Linked DNA regions of Zea mays: region 2 is linked to region 1. A link is a contact called in public Hi-C data. All regions are on one chromosome and are shown on one strand. Each heading gives the region's core, a stretch centred on a gene start, on an enhancer-like site or on the middle of the called end of the contact. The rest is flanking DNA. Distances are from core to core; before and after follow the strand shown.

Evidence for each region. A called contact is a pair of places that touch in the nucleus more often than the background predicts.
Region 2: a Hi-C map of ear shows a contact between it and region 1, with 4 times the contacts expected there. The contact joins the promoter of LOC103626442 here to the promoter of LOC100274600 in region 1. A contact is called at or near these places in 8 of 25 Hi-C or Micro-C datasets (bundle sheath, ear, endosperm and 4 more).

What each region holds. Positions count from the first base shown.
Region 1 is chr5:61,582,270-61,587,999 of Zm-B73-REFERENCE-NAM-5.0, reverse strand. It overlaps LOC100274600, which reads right to left and starts at 2,960. Exons shown (of 5, transcript NM_001148952.1): 1 at 2,548-2,960; 2 at 2,239-2,423; 3 at 1,894-2,134; 4 at 857-993; 5 at 314-758. The coding sequence starts at 2,827. The coding sequence ends at 531. It also overlaps the pseudogene LOC103626440.
Region 2 is chr5:61,854,398-61,860,127 of Zm-B73-REFERENCE-NAM-5.0, reverse strand. It overlaps LOC103626442 (protein kri1), which reads left to right and starts at 3,203. Exons shown (of 1, transcript XM_008646850.3): 1 at 3,203-5,587. The coding sequence starts at 3,422. The coding sequence ends at 5,338. LOC100191712 reads right to left here and starts at 1,751. Exons shown (of 13, transcript NM_001137141.1): 1 at 1,185-1,751; 2 at 1-29. The coding sequence starts at 1,675.

The DNA of each region.
Region 1 (5,730 bases), core at 1,711-4,210:
TGCGCCATTATCTTTTTGGCAGGCTGGGCCGCTGGTCGTGTCACTTCTTCACCACCGCCTCCGGCAAGTACTACAGCCCGGCTCATTGGATGCAGAGAGACAGAGAGAGATTTCCATGGGCTGTTGTTCTGTCTAGCGAGGCCCACGAAACGGACTTATAAACGCGTGTGCCGGGTCTGTCCGACCAAGAACGACGCTGTCCCTAGGCAAGGCAGCAGCTGCCAAGAAACACAGCGCCCAGGCCGGGCTCCAAAGAGCCACAGCAACACAGCCACCTAGTAGTAGGATCCATCGAGGCTCGGCCCCACGAGTTGACAACTCACATGCATACACAAATGTTTGCTTCAGCCTCGCGTCATTACACAACCCAGTCCAGGTTTTGTTACAAGTCACAATGGAACTGTGGCCTCAAGTTAAGTTACAAGCATACAAGTAACCGTGCGAAAAGGAAAACAGCAGCAGGGACACACGCCTCTAGTCGACTGGTTAGCTTGAAAAACGGTCGAAGATAGCTGCCGTGTAAGGTTTTATTAGTCCGGCAGCGCAGTACCTCTTTCGAGGTTGTTCTTGATCTCGAGCGTGTACTTGCCGAAGGCACGCTCAACCTTCTTGTTGAAGTGCTCGTTCCGGTCATTGATGGAGTCAATGTCCTTGTCTTCGTTGAACTTGCGCCTCCTGCTGAACGATTTCCGCTTCTCTTCCCGCTCCCTGAGTTCCTTTACCATCTTGTCGATGTTTTCTTCTGGGACATTGGACACCTGTGCAAGGCAAAGCACAGAGCAGTCAGTGTCGAAGGCTCGTTTCCACAAAGGCATTCAAGGATTCGTAGATGTGGTGCGATGGCAGGCACCAGTACCTTCCCATACTGGAGACTTGAGGCGTCGCGGTAGAATTCAGGATCAGCTTCTTTGGCTTTATTGTAAGACTCCATGTCAACTTCTATGTTCTTGGTCCTCTTCTTGTATGCGTCATACAAGGTCTTTTGATTGAAAACTGAAAGCATAAGTGCAATTTCTCAGATGCAATGCAACTCAAAGACCAAAATAAAAAGGTGCATTTGGACTTCAAAATGTATGTATGGTATGTTGTGCACATAAAAATAATGGAACAGTGTTTAATCATAACATCTGAATTGAAAAGAATAGAAGACATTCCTATAATAACGATTCTCTATAATAACACTGTTGCTGCTAGTATTGAATACATACTCCCTCGGTCCCAAAATAGTAGTTGTTTTAGCTCTTGGTTTTTATGTCTATATTCAAAGAATCTAGACACATATACAAATCATATACATCAAGTGTTGTATGAACTCACTAATTTGCTAAAACGAATTTTATTTTAGGACAGAGGGAGTATTATTATGTAGCAAGATATGTTTGCAATCTATACATAGTTACACACCATGACACCAGCAACATAATAGCAAACATTTTACCTATTGTATGTATATTTATACATGACACAGAGATATCTCGCCATACATTCCAAACTTAGCTTACTTCTCTGGTTTATACCATACAAATGCAGGATGGACTGAGATAGTTATTCAATATAATTTTTGCCAAGAAGGTACCGTACTACTATCCTAACCCCATAATAATAATAAACTTATGTTCCACAGGATTTACTTCTTTCTCTTTGGACATGTTCTTATAACATGAATAACAGAAGGTAACATAACACTTAGTCTGATGTTGTCACAAGCCAAGTAACCAATCATGAATAACAATGCACCGTGAATACTAATGTGAATGGAGCAGAAACTCATCAAGAACTATACAACTAGCAACAGAGAAGCCATGCAGTAAACATCACCAATCTATGTGTTTTGAAAACATTGTTCTCTACCAATCAGACACCTGTGGGCGTTAGAAGATTGAGCTCACTCACCATCCCACCCATATGGAGCAGGTTCCTTCTCCCACTTCTTGTACTTGGCTTCTGCAGTCTCCTGCGTGTCGAGCATGTACGCCATTTTCATATCAAGCCCATTCGAGTCCAGCAGCTTCCCAATCTTCTTCTTCCTGTCGTCTAACCACTTCTGCTTAGAAACACCTCGGCTCTCGCCACGAGGCTCCATCCTTTTCTTCTCGGCAACCATCGCCTGCTGGTTCGCTTTCCGTGCTTCATTCTGCGGAACGTTAGACAACAACAAAATGGATGAATGAATTGATATACCAAACAGCGTGGCAATAGCCCGGATGCAGTGGTAGGTAAATCAGCCGCTCGTCGTACCATCTTAAGCCGCAGCTCGAACAACTTCTTCTGCTTCTCCGTCATCTGCGGGTAGCCGTCATCCGGACCTGCGCCCTCCTGTTCGTCGGAATCGTTATCTATAGGCCGATGCTGCTCCACGGCATCAGACATGCCGGCGGCGGCAAACACATCAGCTGGTGGCTGTCGCTCCTCACGCTCCAGCCCTAATAACAAGAAGTCAACCGAGTACCAGGTAAGCGGACAGCAACGCTCGGATTTTGAAGCAATAATAAACAGATAGAAGGGCTTCACGACGATTCGAATTAACGGGGAAGGAATCACCCGCACCGCAGGCAGGGGATTTAGCGTCGGCGATGCGCTTGAAGCAGTAGTCGGAGCACTCGTGGTAAGGGTTGGAGGCATTGATGCAGTCCGGGTGGACGGTGCGCTGCTCGGGCGGGCGCTTCCACGAGTCAGGGAGCTCGTCGTCGAGGCGCTGCCTGGCCTCGGCGATCTTGCGGAGGCAGTAGTCGGAGCACTCGTGGTACGGGTTGGACGAGTTGATACACTCCGACCGCGATTTACTCCCCTCCGCCGCCGGCCCCGCCGCCACGCCCTCCTTCCCCATCGACGAGCCCGGATCTGGACGGGACGGCGGAACCCTAGGATAGCTTTGGATCGATTCCGTCTGAGATATTGGCTGGGATCGGGAAGCGATTGGAGAAGGGGAGACGACAGGAAGGAGACGGGCAGGGCGGCGGCGACTGCGTGCGAGCCCGTGGCCGTGGATACTGGGAGAGGATGAAAGTGGCGCGGGCCTGCGCGCCCAGGCGGCCCGCTCTGCAAAATAGGCAAAGGAAAACGGCGTTGGTGGGCTCAAGTGGCATCCAACCAATACTGTAGCCTATGTTTGGATTTTTTGGATATCTAGTATTCACTTATATCTCAATATATTAGATTGGTTAGAGCATCTCCAAGAGACTAGCTAAATGGCTCAGCAAGCCAAATTTTAGCTATTCAACAACAAAATAACTCTCCAACAGACTAGTTATCTAACTCGTCAAGCTATCCGACTCTCCAAATTGGCTCCCTCACTAGCCAAATTTAGCTAGCCACCTGACTAATCAAACTAGATAGATAATCTGTTGGAATGGAGATGCTACATATAGAGTATATTTTTTATGAAAAGGTAAATATAGAGTTAAATAGAGAGTCAAAAATGAAGATTCTTTTGGAGATGCTCTTAAGAGCATCTTCAAGAGACTAGCTAAATGACTCGCCAAGCTAAATTTTAGCTACTCAATAGTAAATTAAATCTCCAACAGACTAGCTATCTGACTCGCAAGCTATCTGACTCTGTAAATTGGCTCTCTCACTAGCTAATTTTGGCTAGCCACCTGACTAGCCAAACTAGATAGATAGTCTGTTGGACTGAGATGTTATATATAAAGTGTAATCTTTATAAAAACGTAAATAGATAGTCAAATAGAGAGTAAAAAATGAAGAGTCTCTTGAAGATGCTCTAATATCACAGTACAAGAGTAGAGGGCATTTAATCTTGTTAATAGATGCTAATAGATCGTGTTAAAATAAAACATGTCTACTAGCTAAGACTTCAAACATACCTAACTAATTGGTAGTATTAGCTAATTATTTAATGCATAATTGTTAGCCCAGTGGCAACATTAGCCGTGAGAATGGCCTGAGTCACATCTCACCACATCCGCGACCGCCCGACCGCGACGCTGAAGGGGAACGCCTCGCCGCCACCGGCGACAGCTGGCGCGAGAGGCTCCGTCGACGGACCTGCTACTCGCTTCCTTCATCGCCACCTCGGATGGCAGGCCCCGTTGAAGCACACACACTGGCTGCCTCAGCACCACCTCCGACGCCAAACCCTAACCTGGACTGGCGGGTTCGACACCCACCCAGGCACCATCGCCTACCCTAAGGTACTCTCCGTCCAATCCCCGTCCACCTTCTGTGAATCAAGTTAGACATGACAAATCAATCAAGCACGTTGATATCGAGCTTTTTGATTCTGCGTGAGCTCCATGCATTTCCTATTTTTTTTCCATCAATCGTCGTGTAGGTGATGGATCAGCACTCCTGTTGCTTAAGTTTCGCTGACAAGGTCATTAATGCATCCAGCGGTGTTTTATTATATTGATTGTGATGACCGATGGCGACGGCTTGGCCTGTGTCAGTCATTCCCAATTCGCCGGTTTGCCCCTACATTTGTTGTGTAGTGTCATTCTCTCAGGCGTACCTTCTAGATGGTTGACCTCACGTTACTGCCTTCCTCCCACCACCCCACCCTCCCTAGTTCTTATTTTTTCTTGGAAAATGGGATTTAGAAAATAAGATGTTGCTTCATTTACTTACATTCCTTGGTATTGGTAGGTCTTTCATCTGGATGCAGGGAGGAGGGAGCTCTGCAGCAAAGGAAGTCTGTAGTCACCATGGTCCATTTCAAGAACAGGTACATGGTGGTGGAGGTCTTTGTAGATGCAGGCAGAGGTGATACAGAACAATACTGTCGCACTGCCTTCTTACTTTGATTTGGTGCACTTATGAAACCTTCCAGAAACACACCTTATTTATCCATGTAGTTCTGTCTGTTATGTCCCTGATTAAAGTATTGCTGCATGTCAATTTGGACGTACGGTCAGCCTCATTATTATATAACGTGGCACTTTTGCCACACTGCAATACTAATAATAACATGTAGTCCTTAAGAAAAGGGCCGCTAGCTCTCTCTCTCTCTTTTTGTTATGGCCGAACTGCCTCAGTTGAGCTCATCAACCATCACTGCATTCACTTTTTGTTTTTTCTAGGAAGCATCAGGCGGCTTGCAAGAAAGCTGCACTGGAGTGCGATTGCGACGAAGCGAAATTTTGAACAGTACAGGTTGGCCGCGCGGTGGTAGTGTCACGGTGGGTGTCGTCCGGTCCGTAGAGATCGAGCTGCTTTGAGAAGATTAGAGAGGACTAGAGAGCTAGCTAGCCGAAGAAGGAAGAACTCGTATCTCCCCCTTGGTGTTTTTTTCTGTTTCGTTGTATCCGCGTGATGCTGTTAATTCTGGGCTATCTAAGGATTTTTTTTTTGCCCCAGTTATTAGCATGTGCTCATACCATAACGAATTGCTGCATTCTTCTGCCAATACAGTTTTGGATAATAGGGTAACTGATTAGGGGTTGTTGACTCAACATAACATCACAAGTACACAGTAAGACCAACTCCAGCAGTGTGCGACTCCGTATCCCTAAAACGCGCGGCCGACACATTCTCTCTCCTCTCCGTATCCGGCTCCGTTTCCAGCAACACTCCCCATCCCACTCCGCATGCAGTCTATGACACCTGGGCCCCGCCAGCAGGCGCGCGCGCACGCAGAGAGTGCGGAGAGGAGAGAGAAAGTGTGGAAATGGGGAGCGCAGGGACACGGCGTCCATTTTGCGGAGAGGGATGCGGAGTCTGCTGGAGCGTGCAACAGTGCCTCAGACCGCGCAAAATGGGGATGCGGAGTCGGAT
Region 2 (5,730 bases), core at 1,954-4,453, 270 kb before region 1:
GCCTTCCTTTCTTTCTGATCCAATGGTACCTGATAAGGAGTGTCCGACTAAGATCAGACAGTGTACACTAGCATCACAAGAAAAGAGACTGAGAAAGAGTATGCATCCAAATACTCAGATCAACTCAGCGTAAACACATAGCAAAGCAACAGTGCACAAAGCAATTTCATGGCCAGAAGAATACTAAGTTTTGAAAGTAAATACATGTAGCAAAAGAAGATGGCAATCATTGTCCATGCTCTAAAGTTTTGATTCAAAATGCTTGTCGTTCCTACACTATTCTGAAAGGCTAAGGCTATCTCCAGCAACTTACACATTCTATCTCTTATTACATCTCTTAATTCAAACTACGCTCTGCGAACAGTGCAGTCTACAATGTAAAACAATGTTTTGGGTGACTATATGGGTAACTTGCTGGACACGGGCTTACACACAAACAACACCATAGTCATAGTTGTTTTTTTTCCTTTGCTATATTTTTTCAGTCTATAGAGAAATTGCCCACCATTTGGGGTATTGATTTTCAGGACAGAGAAATTGCCCATGATTTTCAGTGAAGAGAAATTGCCCACCATTCGGGGCTATTGAAATCATTGCAATGGATGGAAGGACCACAGGAGAAATTCCTATTTGTAACATGGTACACCCCCACCTTTCATTTCAGCATGCACATGCACATGGAATCTCAGGTTGAACTGTGCACACGTTTTCGCTCTTGACGTAACCTAGCTGAACGCATGTACGAATGGTCCAACCTCCAACGTTTCTAACCCGTTCGTTTCCTATAATCCTATTGGTCTCTTCAAAGCTGCAATTCATGAAGTTAGCATCAACACGACAACACGCCATAAACACATCTGCCGCACGGACATTCAGCTTCCGCTACAGCATCGTCCCACCAGGCCACTAACCACATCATTGAGGCGCTCCCAACAAAATAGGCACGTTGTTGCGAAATAGCAGCCCTCCAAATCCAGCAAACCAACCCGCATCCCACAATCGCGTCATCGACACATAGGATTAGAAAGCCCCATCTCACCACACAAATCTAATCATCTAGTATTATGTTTTTTAGGGAAAAAATGCCAGGCAGCGGCTATTAGCTACCAGATTAGATCAAATCAAAATGAGACCAAGTCTACGATCCAGATCGCGTCCCGCGATCCAGCAACCGAGCGACTCACCCGAAAGAGAAGAGGATGCAGCGAGCTGAGATCCGCGTGATCCACATGAGCCGGCGGCGCCACGCCGGCATAGGCCCGCCGCCCACCCGCGGCCTCCCGTGCGTGTCCGCCCACCCGCGGAGAGCCACCCACGTGGCCGCGTAGCCGATCGCGATGGAGAGCCCGAACAGTGCCAGCCGCACCAACGCGACCGGCAGGAGCAGCAGCGTCCTCGACCACGCGTACACGCCGCCGCCCCACGCCGGCGTGCCGTTGCGGAACGGGTCGGCCGGGGACGGCCCTCGGTCCCTCGGCGGCCGGTCCTCCGAGAGGAACGCGAACGGGTCCCCGCCGCCGTCGTCGCAAACGGAGACCGCCGCAGCACCGTCGCTGTCGTCGTGGTGGTGGTGTCGGTGGTTGGTGGCGTGCCCGTTGGCGGCGGGCGCGCGCGCGATGGAGTCGGAGAGCAGGGGCGTGGAGAGGGAGGCGGGGGCTAGGCATGTAGAGGCCATGGACGATGAGGCTGGCTGTCGCCGGAGACAGCGGCGGGGAGGGAGGGAGGGGAGGCGAGCGATGGACGGCCGGGAGTTATGGCTTTTATTTATCAAAGCGAAACGGAGGCAAAAGCTATAGCCGGCAACAAGGGAGTCGCTGTTTTGTATGTGGTCGCCGTTTCGTTTTTGCTATTGTCCCCCGCAGTTTCATGAGTACTTATTGGAAATTTTAAGAATCGTTTCGTTTTCACCTGTCATGTATTTCCTTCTTTTAAAAACTCCACGTGTCTTTATGTGTTGAAATTTCTACTCCTTTCCTCCACATAATTTAGTCATTTTAGAATTATTCTAAATCAAACTATGTAAATTTTGACGAATAATAGATAAGATTACATTATTTTAAACTAAAAGAATCATATATTATAGTAGTTCAAGTCATAATGACTCTAGTAGTTTTATTTTTATATTGTAAAATTTTATAAAATATCTTATGTAATCGGTCAAAGTTGATAATAGTTGGCTTATGACAAATTAAAACGACTAAATCATGTGAACGGAGAGAATATGTATTATTGATTTTAAAAAATAACATTAGATAAATGCACGAGCAACATTCCTCGTACTTAAATGAGACATAACGGTGGTCTGTATGTTCCAAATCTAGACCTGCAATGCACTATTTTCATAAACTTAGAGATGTATGATATATTATTTAACCAGTTCAAGAACATAAAACTACAATTTTAAAGTTTATGAATCTAATCGACATCTCTTAACAAATTCAGAGATCACTGGTATGAACATACTCATATGACTCCAAATAAATAAACATTATTAGGATATTATTGAATGGCAAGTTTTATAAAACTAATAGTTTTTATAGGTGTTATGTGTTTCCTCTGTAATAAAGTATTTAGACAATGGAGCGAAGCTCAAGGCAACGTGTGCGACGACGTACTGCACGTCTGTACATACGGCGAGAGATCCATCCTGCTTGCACATGCCAAATGGGATGCGTGATCCGATCTCAACCACATCCATGCCGTACGTGAGTCAATACAAATATAATCACATCAATCATGCGAACCAGCAACTTCTAAACAAATTGCTTTTGCTTTTATTTTTGCTTTTGCTTTTGTATTTGTAGGCGAACCTAAGTTTAGTTTTTTTTGGCTAATGACTACGCCGACGGTGTCAATTCAGTTGACAGTTATTGCTGCTCCTACGACGGAGCACCGCCCAAACATATAATAATAGAGTTAATTATTATAGGTGCGTGGTGCGTCACGCACGCACGACGCCGACCGGGCGTTCGGCAAGTTGCTACACAAAAGCTGAGGTGCTCGTCGGGCACGAGGCCACTTGCTCCCTGCTGGGCCGCGAGGGGCCGGCCACAGCGATCTCACTCGGCACCGGTCGGCGTCGCGCTCCAGACCAGTCCACACAAGTCCGATCGAAACGCCTCGTCAGTTTTTTCCTCGTAAAAAAAGGTCGTTTTTTTTCGTTGGACAGGCAAACGTTAGTATTTTCTTCTTCTTTTGAGTAAGGCAAACGCTCGGCACGGTAGTACTGCTACACTTGGGCTTCTGAAGTACTGTCAGCCCATGGGTCGTCCTATTCCACGAGGCCCAGCCCAGTTTACCAACGTTGCGCGCAAGATATAATAGTCTCGGCCCGTGTCGATTCCATCGATTAAAACCCTAACCCGAGCATCTTCCACGCCGCCGTTGTCTCGCCGCTTCCAGCCGTTGCTCGCTGAAGAAGATGGGGAGGAGGAAGAAGTCCAAGGAGATGGAGAAGAAGCCGCTGGACATCCTGTCGGGCTCCGACGAGGACTTCGACAGCGGGGAGAACCTCTCCAAGATCCAGATCAACGAGGAGTACGCGCGTCGCTTCGAGCACAACAAGCGGCGGGAGGCGCTGCAGCGCCTCGAGGAGCGCAGGAAGCAGGGCCTGGTCCCCGCCTCCGACGACGACGAGTCGGAGTCCGAGTCGTCGTCGGAGGAGGAGGACGAGGCGGCCGCCATTGCCTCGCGCCTAGTCGACCGCCGCATGTTCGAGGTGATCCGCCGCATCCGCAGCGGCGATCCCCGCATCCTCGACAAGGACGCCAAGGTCTACTCCTCGGAGGAGGAAGGCGGCGAGGAAGGTGAGGACGCCAAGAAGCAAGAAGAGTCCAAGCAGGAGAAGGAAAAGACCAAGAAGGAGAAGCCTCTGTACCTCAAGGACGTTAATGCCCGCCACCTGCTCGAGGAGGGCCCCGAGTTCGCAGCGCAGCCCAGCCGGAGCAGCAGCAAGTTCGAGAGGATCGCTTATGACGAGCAGCAGAAGAAGGGATTGGAGGCTTTCCTTGAGGCACAGAAAGAAGCATTAGGCGATGGTGGAGACGATGATGGCGATTTATTCCAGGTGAAGGAAAAGGCTAGAGCAGGAGCTGACGACGAAGCGGAGGAGGACGAGGAGGAGAAGCAGACAAAGGACCTTGCTGGTGAGGTCTTTGGGAAGGATGAGGAGCTGGATGAGAACGAGAAGTTCTTGAAGGAATTTTTTCTTAAGAGGCCGTACCTTGAGACAGAGAAGAGTAAGTCCTATCTAGATAATATCCAGGAATTGTCAGATGAAGAGGAGCTCGAGATTCAGGAAGAGTATGAGCATGCTTATAATTACCGGCATGAGGAGGCCATGGCATCAGGGGCAGTGGTGGCGGATCGGGTGTTGGGACATTCAAGGGTTGTTGAAGGTTCGGTGAGGAAGAAGGAGAGCAGCAGAAAGCAGCAGCGCAAGAGCAAAGAGGAGCGGATGGCCCGTGTTAAGCAAGAGCAAGCAGAGGAGCTGAAGCATCTCAAGAATTTGAAGAAGAAAGAGATTGCAGAGAAGCTTGAGAGGATCCGAATGATTGCTGGGATTGAAGGAGATGCTGCTTGTAAGCTTGGTGCTGATGACTTGGAGGAGGATTTTGATCCGGAGGATTATGACAAAAAGATGCAGGAGATGTTTGATGATAGTTACTATGAGGCTGATGAGGTTGATCCTGAGTTTGGAAGTGGTGAGGAGATGGATTTGGAGAAGCCGGATTTTGGCAAAGAAGACGAATTGCTTGGGCTTCCTAAGGGCTGGGCTAGTGACCATTCAAAAGAAGAGTCTACTGCCACTGATGCGAAAGGTGAAAAAGGGAAGATCTCTCTCAAAGACAAGGTGGAGCTTGAGAAAGAGATGGAAGAGTACTACAAGTTAGACTACGAGGACACTATTGGAGATATCAAGACTCGGTTCAAGTATAAACAAGTTAAGCCCAATAGTTTTGGTCTGAGTACCTATGATATATTGGCATCAGATGACAAGGATTTGAACCAGTATGTTTCCGTTAAGAAGCTAGCTCCTTACAGAGAGGATGAATGGAAGGTTACACATCATAAGAAGCAGAGCAAGGATTTGATCCTTGGAGGCCAGAAGAAGGAAGGGAAGAAGGACAAATCTGGCAAGAAATCTAGGTCTGAGGAAGACCCTAGTTCTTCAAAAACAGAGAACGACAGGATGACAAATGGGCAAGAGTCAACAGATGCCAAGAAAAAGTCTACCAGAAGTGAACGGCGGAAGCGTCGCAAGTCTGAGCTAAGGCCATCCAGTGATCGATTAGAGGCATATGGAAAGATAAATTCAAAGCGTCACAAGAGCCATTGACCTTCTGAGATTCATCAAAGTACATCTGGGGAATTTTGCTGTTCTTTTTATGCATTGGACAGGTGAAAGTCTTAGATTTAGCTGTCCTTGCTTCTATTTTGGGAGATGCAAAACTAGTGTTGCCCTAGTAGAAACATCTGTTGTCTTATAGTTTTGCAGACATTGTGTTGTGCGCCTCCTTTTGATTTTGATTGTTTTATTTGTAGACCATATATATATAATATAATTTCCCTGCAATTTTTCTTGTCACTGTTGTGCACCTCCTTTCGTGGATGGTCAGGTTATCCGCTTATCCTGGTGATGAATTGGAATATGATCTCATGTCTCTGTTGCATTTGCATCGTAATTATGTCACTGTTATTGTGAATAAATATGTGCCATTTGAATGAATC